Linked DNA regions of Mus musculus: regions 1 and 2 are each linked to region 3. Evidence: chromatin contacts called from public HiChIP or PLAC-seq and promoter capture Hi-C data. All regions are on one chromosome and are shown on one strand. The core of a region is the stretch at or near the end of the contact, and the rest is flanking DNA. Distances in the headings are between cores, read along the strand shown. Region 1 holds the start of C1s1 (complement component 1, s subcomponent 1). Region 2 holds the start of 1700027F06Rik (RIKEN cDNA 1700027F06 gene). Region 3 holds the start of Clstn3 (calsyntenin 3).

Region 1 (3,472 bases), core at 205-2,704, 78 kb after region 3:
GGTACGCCTGGGGATAATTAGGGGACAGGATCTCCCCATGCATGGTGGGCTCAGCAGAAAATGATGCCAAAAGAGAAAACAGGACCAAACACCTGGAAGAGGAAAAAAAAGTCACACAGAGGTGGGAAGCCGGGAACCGATGGCTTCATGCAGAACTCTGACCGTTAGGCAGCCAACATGTCATGGAATAAACAAATATATACAGAATAAATAAATAAATAATTAAAAGTCAAGGTTCATATCTGAGCTCTTTCTAGAGAAATGGGAAATCACATACAACAGGCCTGTGTCTAAGTCCAGCACTCTGGGGACAGAGGAAGGGTGATGTTACGCCAGCTTGGGCTGCATAGTGACACACTGTCCCAAAACTGTGAAAGAGAGAAAAAAGGTAGAGATGGAGTCATTTCTGTAGATACCTGATCACTTACCACATCCCTGGCGATTTGCCCATGGCTCTCTGGCTCTCTGGCTCTCTGGCTCTCTGATTTTGGAGGTAAAGGGCAGTCAGCAGTCCTGGCTGTCTTTATCTGACAAATACAGGTGCTTGCTTTGGTAGTGAGGGACCACCCAGGGCTCAGTGTCACCTTTGAAAGAATACCATAGAAATAGGTACCTGTCAGGAATGGTCATCACATGATACCATGACACCCTCCCCAGTGAGATTTAGACTAACTTCCCAGACCAGCCCTCAATTAACCCTGTCCCCAAACATCTTCCAATATTCCTACAATTGAGTGAGGAGTTTCTCCCTGTCTTTTGTGTCCTCCTCCACCCACTCCTGGCCCCTTGCATCGGTCTCTGCATTTCCAAACAGGCTGGAGCTTCCAGACAGATCCTCTCCCATTCAAGCCTGCCCCCTTTGACAAGCTATTACAGGTGTTGCTTCTGCTGGTGGCCCAATGGCCACTGAAGGAGGAAAGTGTTTCCTTCAGTAGGGACAGGAAGGGACCTTGGGAGACGCTAATCAGAAAGAAAGTATGGCCGGCCGTGTGGTGATAGGATGCAGAGTGCTGGAAAAGGGAAAGCTGAGAAAAGTCAGGACATTCAGATATGCTTTCCCTTACTTTTCTCGAGTTGGTTTGTTTTGTCCTTTGCTTAAAGAGCAAGGTATCTTCCCATAGTTCCCAGAAAAGTCTTTCACAAATTGCCTCTGACCCCTGAAACACTGCTGTGTGAAAGGATGAGGCTGTTGTGGGGTGGGGCTGGGTCCTACATGTGAGAACCCGTGTCTGTATTCTGACCTCTCGCTGAGCTCCTTCCAACCCTCCATCTTTGCTCCAAACCTTACTGTACATGGTTCCTTGTCTTTCCCTCTTCCTTCATCAAAGCTTCTCTCTTTAAGGCTTGCTCTTAAAGTTGTTACCTTCAGGAGCTGATGGGAACAAGTGGGCCAGCCTCCTCTCCTGCCTCTGGTCATGCAGTTAAGCCCCTGCAGCTCCAGAGGGAGTGGCCTTTGCAGGAAGCTCCTCCCCACCTCCCTGTTCTGTTTGCTCTAAAGATTCCCTAAGGGAGTGTGTTTTTGCATGTCCAAAATTCCCTGTTCCAAACAGAGGGGGCTGGGAGATCACAATCTAGTTAAGAGTAATCAGCCTTGATCTTAGAGTGCCCTCTGCGTTTAAAACAAGAACTGCACCAGCTTTGCTGGGCTGAGAGGTCCAGAGCAAAAGGGGGGAATGGGGAATTTTGAGATTGCCTAATTCTCTCTTACAGCCAAAGGGTGTGTTTCAGAGCTTTTGAGGAAGTCAGGTGATTTATCTTCTTAAGGAGGGAAGGCTTAACAGGAGGGACGAAAACTAAACTCAGAAAGTCCAACCCTCTGTGTGATTCATGAATCAAAGGAAGAGAGTCATCAGAAGTAGAAGCCATTGTCTGGAGGCTCTAGGAGGCAAGATAGCTCAGCTTAGAAAGGTACCTACCTCCAGGCAGAAAGACATGAACTCTACATCCCCTGGGACCCACATCATAGGTGAACCAACAGTTCCTGCAAGCTGTCTTCTGAGAACATGCCAATGCAATTCTTTCTTTAATTAATACATAAATGCAACTCATCCTGCCTTCGAGACAATTTACACCTAGACGGCATGTGCACTCAAAGTTTCTTCGTCCCGAAAGTCCCATCTCAAGGCTGGGCAAGGTGGTTAATGCCTGTAAGTCCAGGAGAAGAATTTCTGAGAATCTGAGTCTAGCCTGGACTACATAGAGAATATCAGGCTGGCTAGTTCTGTATAGTACATTTGTTTCTTGTTTAATTTGATGCACAGCTATGACCTCAGTACTTAGGAAGTGAAGCCAGGAGCTATCAGAAAATCAGGGACAGTCTTTCTTTATATAGTCATTTGGAGGTCAACCTGGGCTACCTAAGATCCAAAAAGGCTTGCCTAATGTTGTTTCTCCAATTCTAATACATTTGCCCTCAAGCATCATTCTAAGTCCATTTGGAAATTATTTATTAACAAAGACATGAAAAGATGGTTCTGAGGTGAAGAGCACTGCTGTTCTTCCAGAGGACCCAGGTTCAAGTCCCAGCACTGGCATGGTGGCTCACAACATTTTTTTCTTTTCTTTTTTAAAGATTTGTTTATTATTATTATATGTAAGTACACTGTAGCTGTCTTCAGACACACCAGAAGAGTGCATCAGATCTCATTACGGATGGTTGTGAGCCACCACATGGTTGCTGGGATTTGAACTCAGGACCTTTGGAAGAGCAGTCAGTGTACTTAACCACTGAGCCATCTCACTGGCTCACAACTTTCGATGTAATTCTGGTTCCAGGAAACCTGACACCTTCTGGTCTCTATGGCCACCAGGCATTCATGTCGAACACATACATATATGCAGGCAAAATGCTCATACACATAAAATCAAATAATTAAATCTAAAAGAAAAATTTTAAATAGTAATGAACGTTGCTCTTCCTCCTCCTCCTCCTCCCCCTCCCCCTCATACACAGAAAGAGAGACAGAGAGAGACAGAGACAGAGAGAGACAGAGAGACAGAGTGAGACAGAGACAGACAGACAGACAGACAGAGACAGAGAGACAGAGAGAGAGGGGGAGAGAGACAGAGAGATATGGGGGCATCATCCCCCCATTAGCACACTGCCCTTTGGCTACTGAATATCATTCTTTAAAAGAAGGGTATCCCTGGGAAGAAACATGGAGGGCTATGTATCTCTAAACCTGCTGCCAAGCCTGCAGTAGGGCCCACTTCATCCAGCTCCAAGTGTGGGACAGGATGGGGCTCATGGGCCTGCCTGTGGAGTTAATGTGCTCAAGTCCTGGGAGAGCCCAAGATGCTCATGCCTGCGTTCAAGGCGGTGGCCAAGACCAAGACCAAGCCACAGATAAAAACTGCTAGGTCTTCACACAAGAAGAAGAGACTACCAGCGAAGTCCTAGTCACAGAGCTCTCATGGTGGGACCACCCTGGGAGACATGACAATGTTAAAAACAGAGACTCTTATGACAGAT
Region 2 (3,857 bases), core at 840-3,339, 100 kb before region 3:
TATAACATTTTGAACAGAAGTATAGTCTATACCTCTGTAGACTAGCCTAGCAGTAGACTGTGATCCGTTTCAAACATTGCTCTTGCCCACCGGAGGAGACAATCCGATCTTCTCTTATAGCCAGAGGAAGTAAGAACAAGTTACACAAACTGTTTTTCCAACTAAAACCCACACATGCTTTCACTGCATTTTTAAAACATTACTATAAGGCTAGACGGATGTCATCTAGTAGTAGAGCCGTTACGTGGTATATATGAGACCCTGAGCTTAACTATCAGGACAGCAAAAGTGCATTAATTTACCAACAAAATGAAATAAAATGTACTGTGCTTGAGAAGTGTGAGGTAGGCTTCACTGGGAGCTAGAGGTTCATATTTATTATCCTGATGAAAACATTTGATGTACTGTGCCCCAGTCACTCAGCCATTAAAAGGCTTAATTACACTTAGAAGTAAAATGAAATCTAATAATCCCCCCACCACCAAAATTTTAAAAATCAGGAGCTTGAAAACATTCTGCTTCCAACCAGTTTCTCTATTCCAAGAATGTATCTGAGTTTTTCTATTTCGGGTATTCTTAACTTAGTACTTTTCCCAGAAAGTTATACCTAAATGTGCCTCCTGTTACCATTTTCCAAAGCCACTGGGAAGAAGGCCAAAATTGTGGGAGAAACAATGTTGTAATCATCATAAAACATGTCTAGGCTATTCAACCCTCTTCACTGTGAGGTTGGGAGAACATCAGCTCTGATGCTGGACCTGGTATCTGTCCCGCTTAAGATGCAGGAAGTACACATATGTCAAGGAGCTGCTTTGCCCGTTCTATATAATCAGCCTGTACTGAAGTCATTAGATGGTCGCAGAGTTCTAAATCACAGACACGAGTGAGAAGGGCACAAATGGTTATTTTGGGATAGTTTATAAAAAGTGAGGCCACAGTGCAGCATCAAAACAGCTGGTGACCACTGCGGTGTCCTCTGAAGCCCTAGCCTGGACCATGGTGCAGATGGTTTCAGTACAGCCACATTGGTCCCTTCAGTGATACGCTATGGTCTTGAGCTCACAAACCAGACTTCCAGCCTTCTCTTCCTCATTCAGGAGTCTCTCCATCAGTTCTTCCTCTGGGCAATATGAAAAACAGAAAAAGAAAGCTTAGGATCTTATGATAATTGTGACCCAAAGAATGAGTATTGGATAAGGCTCAGAGCAGAAACTTGGCCTTGAAATGTTTTCTTCTAGCAGAGAGAACTTGAGGTCCTCTGGGGGTCCCATAAATGTCTTGATATCTTCAGAACATGGAAGAGCCTCTGGGGGAGACTCAGAATGCTATGTGCAGATACTGTGCACATACTAAGTATCTCCCTCACCTGATGCAGGAGAGAGAGAGAGAGAGAGAGAGAGAGAGAGAGAGAGAGAGAGAGAGAGAGAGAGACAGACTAAGGAACCTTCTCCTGCCTCCAATTCTTTCCCCTTCCTGTCTCGTGGCCATCAGAGTCATCCTGACTTGTAACCACATGGAAATAATATTCACATATTCACATGTGGAAATAACTAAAGCAAAGGCTGAACAACAAAAATCGCACCTAAAATGCCTTAATATAGACTCTCCCTGTGCTCACTAGTCTGCTCTCTAGCCATCAGATCCCATGCCCTTCATGCCTCTGGACAACCCTACAATTCCTACCCCAGTCAGAGCCTCTTTCCTGACCTCATGTTCTACTTTAGAACTTCAGAAAAATATCCTTTTGCTATGACACCATATTTCTTGACACTAAAGTCACTGAGTTTGAGAATCTGGAGAACAAATGTCATTGTCCAGAAAGTTTGGGGAAGTCGAGGCTCAAATCCGGTCTCCCACAGCAACCGTTCTTCCTGCCCACTACCTACAGCTCTCGGAATTCCCAGGATGCTGCTGTTCTCTACCTTGGAACACTCTCCTCTTTCTACACTGATGAATCATCAGGATAATGAGAAAGAGGAAAATACAGTGTCCCATGATGAAACCGAGGACACTGGCCACAAAAAAGATCCCCGGACTGGGATTTGAGTGGATCCCTGAGAAGTACATGCTGGGAGTATGAGAAAGGTATGGGCTACCTTGCCCCCTGCTGGTACCAGTAGGCTACCTCGGATGTGAAGTCACTGCTTCAAGCACAATGGGAGATTGTGAGAGCCAGGCAGGGGCTGATTAGCCTCTGCCCTAGAAGACCTCAGTCCATCCTATGCTAGCCCAGAGGTTAATCCAGAGGGCGCTCCTTGTGTTGTTTTCCTTGCTGTGAGAAAACACTGTGGCACTTTGGCTTATTGTTCGAACTGGCAGGGGAGGCATGCCAGTATATAGTCAGAGATAATGTCCCCACCTGTGTGGAGAAAGCAGAGAGGGAACCGCAAGTGGGGTGAGACTGTAAACGCCACCCTCCACCCAAGTTCTTTACCTCAGTTTACCTCTGATGATAAGCTAGGGGTTGCCCAATATCTTGCCTTTAAAAGGCAACTGTGTTCTCTCTTCTTTGTCTCTTTCTCTGCCTCTTTTCATTTCCCCGTGGAAGCTGAAACATGCAACAGTAAATTGAGGATTGAGGGTCTCGAATCCAAAAAGGAACCACCCCACTGAGGCCCTTCATCCATCTCCTATCAGCACTGGGCAGGACGGGTGAATGGGATCACGTGGCAAGCACAACTCGGTTCTGCTGTTTTGCCACAAGAACCGCGATTGCATCTGGTTTCTCTGAGCTCCTCTTCATTCATGTGAATTACCGAGTTGCCATTCATTCATTGTTTGCTGGGGCCGGTGGTACTCTATATCCGTACTATTTTTTCCTCTTGTATTTAAATTTTTGCAGATTTTTTCCATCTTGTCTGCCAATTCATGTCCATTCATCTGTTGTTCTCTCAACTCTGACTGTTCCGTACCTTTTATAGACTATGAGTAACTCTTGTTGAGCTGTTTTATCATTTTCCATTAAAAATTGAGTTTAGGGTCTGGAAAGATAACTTTGTAGTTAAGAGCACTTGTCACTCTTGCAAAGGACCTGCGTTAACATTCCAGTACCCACATGGTGTCTCACAACCATCGTGGGTCTAGTTATAGACACACAGGCAAAACACATCATCTTTACATAAAAAAAAAGTTTAAAAACTTAGGTTATAAACTTAAACTACATTGAATACTGTTTTTTCTCTTTTGGTTTTGCAACAATTTATATTATAATGCTCAATCTCTATTACCACAAATCAGATTTATTAATTTAAATATCATTTACTATCTTAGCAATCAAGCAAAAAAAAAAAAAATTTAAAAGATCTTTCAGTAGATTCTGCTCATCTAGCCAGTCAACAGGTGCACATCAAGACCCTATTCATAGCATTCCTAACAGGCTCTCTACACGCGCTCGGTGAAGAGACACTCAGTCAAGCAACTCAGTAAGAGAGTGAATGACAGTCAAGGACAATCAAGGTCTATCTCCTTAGTAGATCTCATGTGTGCAACGTATGCACGCGTGCACATATACACACTTGTGTTCGATGTGAAAATGTTGATAATGAAACTGACAGTGTAATTTTGGCTGCTGATGAGGAACGTCCTCCAGTAAATGTTTGGTACTCCAGCTTGTCAAATAATTCAGACTTTTCTCTCTATCTCACAACCTCAGAGAGTCCAATATAAAGCAGAACCACCCACAGCTACCACACACCCAGCACTTCTCCACTGTGTTCCAACAGGAATGAGACCCAAAATGTCTTCTGCCACCCCCCTGACAAGTACCACCAACCCGAATGCCAGATACCGTAAACTCCTAGGGCCTTTCCCTCCCACCATGCTAGTGGCAAGGTGCGCTGCCTGCCTCTTCAGAAAAA
Region 3 (3,751 bases), core at 128-2,627:
GAAGAAGCCTGAGAGCCAGGAGGACCACCCTGAGGTAGGAGCTCCAGCCAGACATGGGAGACAGCAGACAGAAGAGCAGAGGGTACCAAGGGCCGAGCCAGGCACCCTACAACCCTGTCTTTATGCCCTTACCAAATGAGCCCTCCTTCCTACCCCTGTCTTATGTCTACCTGCTGCCCTATATCCGTTCTTCATCCCTTCTTTGCTTCCTGGCTCTTCCTTGATTTCCTCCTCCCCCACTTCTCTCCTTTCCTCCTTCTGCCTCTACCTTCCTCCTTTCTGATCCACTTCTTATTCCCACTCCTCACCTCCCCTTCCCTCCTCAGATTCCCTTCTCACCTCCTTCCTGGAGCACCCCTCCACACACACCCTTTTCTTCCCTTTTCAGACTTTCTCTGTCCCCTCTACCTACCTGAACCCTCGGCCCCTGGCCCCAACCTCCCCTTCCCTCTGACAGTCTCACCCAGTTGAATTTATCTGCTCTCTGCCAGAGAGGGCAGCTGTGGTAACCCACAACCCAGCGGATGCAGGCAGAAGGGTATGGATGCAGAGAGACACGAAAATACATACGTGCTCGGAATTACTGAGCTGCGGTACACAGTTTCTCCCCAGGAAGGGATGAAGACAGCCAGATGGATCTGCCACACACCCTTAGTATGCATGAACACCCAGTGAAACGGAACCTGAGGGAATGTCACCCTCGGGGAGCAAGTCCCTTTGAGACAGGAGGTATCTACCAGCATGGAAGGGTTGGGGGAGGGGGCAGAGAGACCCCAGGTGGGAACAGATATACAAGCAGGATGTTAGGCAAGCACATGTAGAGATGGACCAGCGAGGAGGAGCTGGCCCTTGGAAGTGAGAGCCAGTCTGAAAAAAGGATGGAAAGGGGGTGGTGAGAAAGGAAAGGACACCTGTCTCGGACACCAGAGAGCCTGAACATCCCCTTCCCTCCTTACCCCCATATTGCTCAGCCTGACGCCCCAGTTCAGAGGCTCCCATCCCCGTCTATCTCACCTTTGTTGCCAGAGCTGATTTGAAGCAGAGAGGCCAGCAAAAGGGACACCAGCAGGAGGGTCATGGTGCGGTGCTAAGCACGCCAGGCCAGGCGTTCCTATCCCCTGGGAGCCTCAAGCCTGCTAATGCCACCTTGGGGGAGAAATGCAGAGACTACGAGGGAAGGGCAGGGGGACAAGATCGGAAAGGAGCCTGCCGACCACTCTAGTCCATATAGCAGATGTGTTCAGACCCGCTGGGTGGCTGAGATGGGGGACTTGCAGTAGCTTCTCTCTTCAGTCTCCAGCCCAGCGTCCTCACTCTCGCTTGCTCTCTCTATCTCTCTCTCACTCCCACCCCATCCCCGCTACTGCAGGATGACGTCAGCACAGCCAGGCAAGGATTGATGGGGCCGCTGGCCAATTAGAAGACTGAGGGCACCAGGTGCTGCAAGGGGGGGTAGGGAACCAATGCGACTGGGGAGCAGGGGCGGGAGAATGTGTTAGGGCTTTTTCCCCTGGCTGCAGTTTGGGGGAGCAGAGGAACTGCGGGGGCTAGAGAGGAAGCAGGAAAGCCATGGAGTGGGTAGAAGATACGAAGGATATCAGAAGACCTAGCCGAAAGGCAGGAGGTAGGGTGAGACAGAGACGTCAAGAGCCTTGGGGGTGGCCAAGAGAGGCAGTATCCACGTCACCCACCCCCAATTCTGCATTAACCTCTTTCCACAGCCCATTCCATTAGCTAGTCCCTGCTGCGTGCTTTCTGGAAACCTGGAGGCAAAACCTCGAGTAGGAAATTCTAGCATTTCAGTTCCAACTCAGGGCCCTGTGGGCGACAGCGGAGGGCCAGAAAAACCTAACGGACAGATAGACAGACAAAAAAAAAAAAAAACAACAACAACAACAAAAAAAAAAACCTATGACAAGAGCCCTAGGTGAGGAAGAGGAAGGACTCCCGGCAGCCCTTTCCACACACGCTCCTGGAAGGGCAGTTCATCTGCATCTGAGATCGTCTTTTCTTACTGCTTACAGTCCCTGATTTCCCCACCTTAAACTGTGATCGAGCTGCCCCACATCATTGGTCAGTTTGGGAGGCAAGTGGGCAGCTGCAGACATGGTACACAATGATTTCAATATCCTCCAAGCCGTTAGGATGTGCCTTGGCTGAGGGCTGATGGTATCCAGGACTCGGAACTGAGAGGGAAACCCTGGGTCCCAAATCAAAGAGTATAAAATCTTCAGCCTTCCCTTGAACTCATCCCTCACTGATGGTCATTTCCTCTGCCTCCCCAAACATGCCCCAGAAGACCAAGAACACCCGTTTAAGAACCATATTCAGCCAATGGTAAGGGGGCAGGGGAAGAGCTGTGAAGGCCTAGAGTCCAGGCCTTTAGTACTGTGGCTCCTGTCTCCTGTGGCGGTCCTCACTCCCAACTCACACCTCTGAATGCCCCCTCCCTCCCCTTCCTCTCAGTCTAAGAATAAAGCCAGAACTCACAGCTGCTCCACACACTGCCTGCCACAGCAGCCTCCAGTGGAAGCCCGTCCCTCGGGGTTCCCAAACCTGACCGAAATGACTCGGAGGCCAAGACTGACACTCAGAAAGCTCAAGTTCTGAATGACAGACAGCTCTAAGGTCATTCCACAGAAAAAGCTGAAGCCAGGAATGACTTTGTTAAGTCTCAGTCGCTCCAGGGCTACACACAGCAGACCAGAGCCCATCACTGCAGCGGGGCAGAGTGGGGCTGCATCTCTTTATATATATATATATATATATATTCTAAATAATTTATTTTAAAAATGTATTCAAGGCCTTATAATCTTGGAATTTCTTGGGGTTTTAGGCTTTAGACTTTTTTTTTTCAATTTTTTTTATTAGGTATTTTCCTCATTTACATTTTCAATGCTATCCCAAAGGTCCCCCATACCCACTCCCCAATCCCCTACCCACCCACTCCCCCTTTTTGGCCCTGGCGTTCCCCTGTACTGGGGCATATAAAGTTTGCAAGTCCAATGGGCCTCTCTTTGCAGTGATGGCCGACTAGGCCATCTTTTGATACATATGCAGCTAAAGACAAGAGCTCCTGGGTACTGGTTAGTTCATATTGTTGTTCCACCTATAGGGTTGCAGTTCCCTTTAGCTCCTTGGGTAATTTCTCTAGCTCCTCCATTAGGGGCCGTGTGACCCATGAAGCTGCATCTCTTACTGCAGCAAGGAACCAGCCCTACTAAAGCCCTGGTTAGCTGGGTCTTCCCACACTGTGTGTGGGGACTGACTTGAAGTCTGTGAGCCTCCTTTTCCAGACAGCCCCCTTGACTCCCCAGTCTACTCCTGTCTACACTGGGAACAATGTCTCCCTCCCAACCTGTCCCAAAAGAACTTGGAACACTACCTAGATGTCCTAAGTAAGAACTTCACCCTTCCAGACCCTTCCTCCCACTCTCTTCCTCTTCCAGGTCCCACTGAGAAGCCATGTTGGAGTGGGACAACATTGGAACCTGTTGGCTTAGCATGCATTTCCCTGCCTCTCACTCACAGTCTTGACAGAGCTATGGCAGGCAGGAAGCAACTGGCTGGACATGAGAGCCCTTACTAAGTCTCGGGCCCCACAGACATCAGTGGTCCAAGAAAGGTAGTGTTGCTAGGGCTCGGGGGAGACAAGGAGATCAGCCACCAGTAGAACCGCATAGTGATGAAGATTCCCAGCACCTTCTGGAACTACTTTATGGAACCCAAGGTGGGAGCAGAGTTTGAGGAG

What was found. HiChIP or PLAC-seq counts read pairs in DNA pulled down with a chosen protein or histone mark. Capture Hi-C pulls out chosen DNA fragments and counts their contacts.
Region 1: a contact with region 3 is called in a promoter capture Hi-C map of adipose tissue. The contact joins the promoter of C1s1 here to the promoter of Clstn3 in region 3. A contact is called at or near these places in 4 of 39 promoter capture datasets (the 3T3-L1 cell line, embryonic stem cells, liver and 1 more), 1 of 484 Hi-C or Micro-C datasets (uterus), 1 of 115 datasets of contacts at active chromatin or transcription factors (pancreatic cancer cells) and 3 of 9 other capture datasets (adipose tissue, liver and pancreatic islet).
Region 2: an H3K27ac HiChIP or PLAC-seq map of embryonic stem cells shows a contact between it and region 3, with 5 read pairs. The contact joins the promoter of 1700027F06Rik here to the promoter of Clstn3 in region 3. A contact is called at or near these places in 1 of 39 promoter capture datasets (liver), 1 of 115 datasets of contacts at active chromatin or transcription factors (embryonic stem cells) and 2 of 9 other capture datasets (adipose tissue and pancreatic islet).

The regions. Positions count from the first base shown.
Region 1 is chr6:124,540,905-124,544,376 of GRCm38.p6, forward strand. It overlaps C1s1 (complement component 1, s subcomponent 1), which reads right to left and starts at 1,455. Exons shown (of 12, transcript NM_001097617.1): 1 at 1,364-1,455; 2 at 429-584; 3 at 1-92. The coding sequence starts at 451.
Region 2 is chr6:124,362,397-124,366,253 of GRCm38.p6, forward strand. 1700027F06Rik (RIKEN cDNA 1700027F06 gene) reads right to left here and starts at 2,090. Exons shown (of 2, transcript NR_131162.1): 1 at 1,923-2,090; 2 at 886-1,120.
Region 3 is chr6:124,463,407-124,467,157 of GRCm38.p6, forward strand. Clstn3 (calsyntenin 3) reads right to left here and starts at 1,378. Exons shown (of 18, transcript NM_153508.4): 1 at 1,015-1,378. The coding sequence starts at 1,078.